2 separate regions of the Mus musculus genome follow, and region 2 is linked to region 1. The links are chromatin contacts, called in public Hi-C maps. All regions are on one chromosome and are shown on one strand. Each heading gives the region's core, a stretch centred on a gene start, on an enhancer-like site or on the middle of the called end of the contact. The rest is flanking DNA. Distances are from core to core; before and after follow the strand shown.

Region 1 (2,700 bases), core at 28-2,527:
TCTCACCCCCAGCCCCTTACCAATTTAGGACCCACAGGTGCCAGGAAACCCAAGTATACAATTTCTGGGATGCTCAAGGAGAGCTGGGTCTTTAGAGCCAGCTTTCACTCACAATCCCTTTTTCATTAGGTAAACCAAAATAAAAAACCGAGTTGCAAGAAGTTTAATTGATGCCTTGGGATTAAGCTGTAGTGACTTCATGTTTACGCCCATAGTCTAGGAGCAGAAGGGTTTGCGCACAGGAGGTTACGCCCCGGGGAAGAAATAAATGCCTTTTGTGTTTCCCCCGCAGCTGGGTAACAATGCACTGAGAGTTAAACACCAGTAAAAAGTGAGCGGGCTTCCCCCGTGCCCACCCCTTCCCGCAGCGCCTCCGGCGGGGAGGAGACGGTTCCCGGGCCTCGGCGGGTCCCGGCGCGCGAGGCAGGCAGAGCGTGGGCTTACCCCTGCAGCTGCTGCTTCTGCTGAACCTGCAGTCTGGAGCCCCCGGCGCTCTGAGCGTCCTGCTGCACTTGGGAGCGCACGACTTGCCTGCCATGTTTGGCGAAGCGAGTGACCGCGGTCTGAGCACCCGCCTTAGAGTGGAGCTGCCGGCTGGGCCCCCCCGGACGCGCGGGCTCGGGTGGCAGCGGAGATCGGAGCCCCGGCAGGGCCGCGCCGCCGGGCTGGCTGGTGCGCCGGGTCCGCTCGGCTGGGGGCCCAGCCAAGGCGCGGCTGGAGGCGGCTGTTGAGCTCCGGCTGTACCTGGCGTCCAGTGCGACGTTGAAGGTCCGCGGGGGCCCAGCCAGAGGCAAGGCTCCGGCCGGCAGTCCCGGGCCCGGGCGCACCACGTACGTGATCCTCCGCACCCGGCCGTGCGCAGACCACGCTAGCAGCCCTGCCCAGAGCAGGAGACCCCACCTGAGCCAGGCTCCCGCCATCGCGGGCAGTCTCCGGCCGCGCGGCTCGTCCTGCCCCGGCGCGCTCCCTCGGTATCCCCAAGGACTCTGCGGAGAGCCCGTGCGCCGCGGGGTGGAGACCAACTGGGTGGCCGCAGGGGAGGGAGCTTTGCGGGCGGCTGAGCGGCAGCGGACCCCAGCCGGGAGTGGAGGCGAGCAGGGGGCGGGAGTTGGGGTGGAGAGGAGGGGAGGGGCGCGAGCTGCTCAAGGTGAGGGTCCCCTGGCTCAGACGAGGTGTCGCCGGGTGCGGCTGGGGTGCTACGGGCGCCAACCCCGCGAGGGTGAGCAAGGACGACCGTGAGCGCTGGACGCTCAGAGGCAGCCCCGGCTGCAAAGTCTTTTAAAAGTTTCTTCTCCCCGGTGGAGCCCTGTGTCAGATCTGAACAGCCAATCTGCAGCAGACGTGACGTCAGGCAGCAAATCCTAATTGGGGAAAGCTCGAGATGAGCCGGAGAATGAGCCGCCACCCTCCGCATCCAGATATTGGGGCTATGGGTCGGGTGGACAGGGATTCCCGCTCCCCAGCGCCAGGAAAAGACAAAGGGCTCAGCAAGGTGAGGGAACGGCCCTTTCCTTCTAGCAGCCGGAAAGGATTCGAGTAATACAGTTTGGAAGCGCAGGCACTTTTACTCGAGTTTGCTCGGATACTGTCTGCAGAAGTTGGATTAAAACACTAGGTCCGGTCCCAGAAAAGGCTATCCGAGGTAGCGTGAGCTGTCCATTGGAAAGTGATTAGCTCTATTAGTCTGAAGGAAGGTTTTCTTTAGGACTGCAACCTCCGGAAGACTTTGTGGTACCCTGCTCCTGACATTGGAGGGTCAAGAATGCGGGATGGGCAGCAGGGGGCGCCCGTGTAGATGAAGAAAATCGCAGAGGCTGCCCTGCCGGTGGTCCTTGCAGTGGAGTGGAATGGAGCATTTAGGAATTTCTCTCTCTCTCTCTCTCTCTCTCTCTCTCTCTCTCTCTCTCTCTCTCTCTCTCGTGCAAAACAGAGTTTGAAGAAAACCAGGAAATGACGTCTTTACTGCTAACATCTGAATTAAGACAATGTCAACAGAATGAATGCTGTTTTTACATGACTGCAATCAAAAGTCCATGATAATAACTGTATATTTTTTAAAACAATTTTTTAAAGGCCCGGGACTGGAGCAATAATTCAGTGGTTAAGTGCACTGGCTGCTCTTTCAGGGGACCTGGATTAGATTCCCAACCATCCAAAATTCCAGTTCCAGGAGGTTTGATGCTCTCTTCTGACATTCAGGCGCCCATACACATATTCAGACAAAGCAGTGACACACATAAAATAAATAAATATTTTTAAGTGAATTAAAAAGGGTCTTTTCCCAGGCTTGGGTTTTCTCACATATTAGTAATTTTGATTGTTCTTTGTTTGAGGGTTTTCCCTGCATCCGCTTAGGACAACTGATAGCAAGTGAGAATAATTTCAGAAATACTGATAGTGGGAAAAATCATTCCAAGCTGAGGACTAATCTAGTCACCTACTTTTCTCTGCACATTACAGAAATACTGGTGAGCGTTTGCTCTGAGGGAAGTGGGCCTGGAGGCCAGCAGCCTGAACACAGGCTTCCAGAAGGAGCACTGTCTGAGAGAGTCACTACCATCAAAGAAATAGCTCTGGTCGCGGGGAGGAGACCAGGGCTCCAGATAAAATGATCACTAATGGCTACAGGCCACGGACACTTCACCTTTCCTCTCAGAAGCTCTGCTTTCTCAACACACACACACACACACACACACAAAC
Region 2 (2,700 bases), core at 164-2,663, 50 kb before region 1:
CTGGGCGAACAGGGTGGGTTGCAAAAGTCCCTCTATCCTCACATCCCAGGCTGGCCTTGCAAAAGCACATTTGTCATTTGAATCCGTCAAAACTGGATCAATGCTCCATTTTGGGCCCAAATGGTAAACAGTTTCAAATTTCTCTCCGCTGGCAGCTACTCTGGGGTTGACAAAGATAATCCTAAAGTTCTCTCAAAGTTCAGTGACTTTATTTTTAGGAAGTGACCCATGGCCTGAAGCCCCGCCTCCTTTGCTTTTCATCTAAAAGCATAGCCCTTAGTTATATTTAAAGCCTGCCCCAGCCCACACAGCTCACTGTGACTCCCTGCCCCGTGCCTTTCTCTCCAAACAAGTTGCAGCATGTCTGCCACATATGTCCTGGGTGGAAATGTGAGCTGAGCTGTGTCTTCGATGATCTAAGGCAGCAGGTGAGAAGTTGCCCCCTGTGTGGCTTCAGGGCTCTGCCCAGCTGCCCTTTGAAGTTATTCAACACGAAGGAATATCAGAACACGAGAATCGTACGGTGAGTTCACAAGTTGACGACTGAGCTAACTTCTCCTGTACCAAACCCAAATAAATAATGTGATTTCCTTGTAAACAGCTCTGAGTCAGCATACTCCTCAATCCCTAAAGAGAAAAAGACTAGCATCATAACCTCCCAATGACTGACGTAGCCAGTCATAATGAATTCCACATAACTGAATCTTCTAGAAAGATGAATTTCACATTTCAACAAGCACCGAGTCGACTTTATAGAGTTTTCATCGATGTGGAAACCCACTCGAAATACATGAGATTGTGTCCGTGTGTATCACACAGTGTCAGTAGTAGGTCTGCTGGCCTCATCCCCACCTCTCTCTCTGAATCAGACTGGCACATCTCACAGCCTTTCTTGACGTTGAATACCCAACCACACGATTTGCCGTGCAAAGCGACAATTTCACCAAGTAGGTGGCTGAGTAAGTTGCCAGGAATGCAAGTACCCAAGGCCACATGCAGGATCAGAGGTCTCCAAAGCAGAGTTGCTCAGGGCCTCATTCTGGGGTTTGAGGCCTTCGTGTCACTCAGCCTCCCAGTGCTGTGAGCTCTACCCTGAGCTTAGCAGGAACGGAGATTCCATAGGATTTACTCTAACATGGGTAGTTAGCTAACATGGGTAGTTAGCTAACATGGGTAGTTATTTAACATGGGTAGTTAGCTGGGATGAATTTGTCTCTTCTGATGCTACCAATAACTGTCAGGCCAATGAGCTCCAGGGGTCTGGCTTCTGGGTCATCCCCACTCCATTCCCAGAACTGAAATTACAGACCTGGGCCACTGTGCCCAGCTTCTCCACGGATGCTGGGAATCCAAACTTAGCTCCTCATGCTTGCCCAGCAAGGCACTTTACTGATGAGCCATCTCTGCCATCCTGGCAGATGCATTTAGAGAGTGCCTTGGCAGCATGTTTCAGGGATTTCATACCCTCATTTCTAGGCATGTGCCCTAACAATGTAAAAGAAAAATTACTGTGCCCAGACATATGTTCTGCTATCCTCAGCAGGGTTATTCACACCAACAAAAAACTTCACAGGAATCATAAAAGGTTGACCAAATAGGGTTAGTGTAGAGCCACTGAAAATCAAAACTATAAAATGATACACGTTTCTAGAGTGTTCAGAGATTCTAGCATGAGTTAGAATGGTGAAATTTCGCTACTGACTCAGCCACTTCTCAAATACCTCAGAGTTAAACTCATTGCCCAGAGGGACTCTCTGAGTCCTCCCTCACTCAACGAGCATGCTTTGTACAGATGAGCACTTCTAAAACACCACGGCTCTAAAATCCCAAACTGTTAAAGTACCAACATGATAGATACCATAAGGAGAACAGTACATCTGATGCCATATGCTAGCTCAAACCGGAGATACATGAAAAATATCATACAGTACAACTTCCAGGCAATGTATGTAATATATACATCAGGCTTAAGTAAATTCCAACCCAGAAGATACTTCATTCTGTATATGCAGATATAACAAAATCCAGGAGAGAAAAATCCAAATGCAAGCATTTTTGGATCAGGATTGTTTATCCTGAACGTCAACTAGCCAAAAGCCTTCTTTGGGGTCCACTTTTGTGACAAAGGGATGAGTGTCAGTTAGTGACAGGAGCTGAGCTTCAGGCACAGGTGCCTGATTCTAGTAAGGTACAGTGCCAACCTGAAACCCATTCAACTGTACTGTCCAGAAATGTCACCTGCTCTCACGGAGGGCGGGAGTTCTCAATGTGCGAGCTCTGGGGACTGCCGGGTTTGTGAGAATTCTTTGATCAATGAAACAAAGATTAAACCCATCTAAGGTTTTTACTGTTCACATTAGCAGAATAAATTCACTTTGTGCTTTCATGGTAGTAAAATGCCAGGAGGTAGCTGGTAAATGCACATACCTGGCAAATTTGAAGTTCAGCTATGATGTGCACAGAAATCATTTTAGATGATGTCTAATGAAAAGGCAACATGTTTTAATAATCTTTAAGTTTGTTCTAATGTCATACGATCTGCATTCATTGTCTGAACATTGAGCCCCTCTTAAATTCTAGCTTTGAGCCACAAACTTTGGGTAAAAAAGATGAAGGATTATTTTGCAGAAAATCAGAGACTAAGATGTAATTTTTTAAATCAGTACATGGATCTGGAAACTAAGTGATTAAGAGTGCTTG

Evidence for each region. Hi-C and Micro-C count contacts between places; a contact is called where the count stands out from the background.
Region 2: a contact with region 1 is called in a Hi-C map of muscle stem cells, with 3 times the contacts expected there. The contact joins the enhancer-like site here to the promoter of Ltbp1 in region 1. A contact is called at or near these places in 1 of 39 promoter capture datasets (maxillary cranial neural crest), 1 of 15 datasets of contacts at CTCF or cohesin (the NIH/3T3 cell line), 6 of 484 Hi-C or Micro-C datasets (cardiomyocytes, embryonic fibroblasts, muscle stem cells and 2 more), 7 of 115 datasets of contacts at active chromatin or transcription factors (cardiomyocytes, embryonic fibroblasts, embryonic limb bud and 2 more) and 2 of 9 other capture datasets (adipose tissue and liver).

Annotation. Positions count from the first base shown.
Region 1 is chr17:75,004,106-75,006,805 of GRCm38.p6, reverse strand. It overlaps Ltbp1 (latent transforming growth factor beta binding protein 1), which reads right to left and starts at 1,277. Exons shown (of 34, transcript NM_019919.4): 1 at 445-1,277. The coding sequence starts at 920.
Region 2 is chr17:75,054,479-75,057,178 of GRCm38.p6, reverse strand. All of the region lies in intron 2 of Ltbp1 (latent transforming growth factor beta binding protein 1), which reads right to left. Among named protein-coding and RNA genes, the nearest start is that of Ltbp1, 50 kb to the right of the region's middle. Within about 2 kb of position 1,413, at least 45 of the 459 cell types and tissues checked have an H3K27ac peak or open chromatin away from gene starts, as enhancers often do. A contact at or near this core is called in the NIH/3T3 cell line, adipose tissue, embryonic fibroblasts and 2 more, where this site is marked.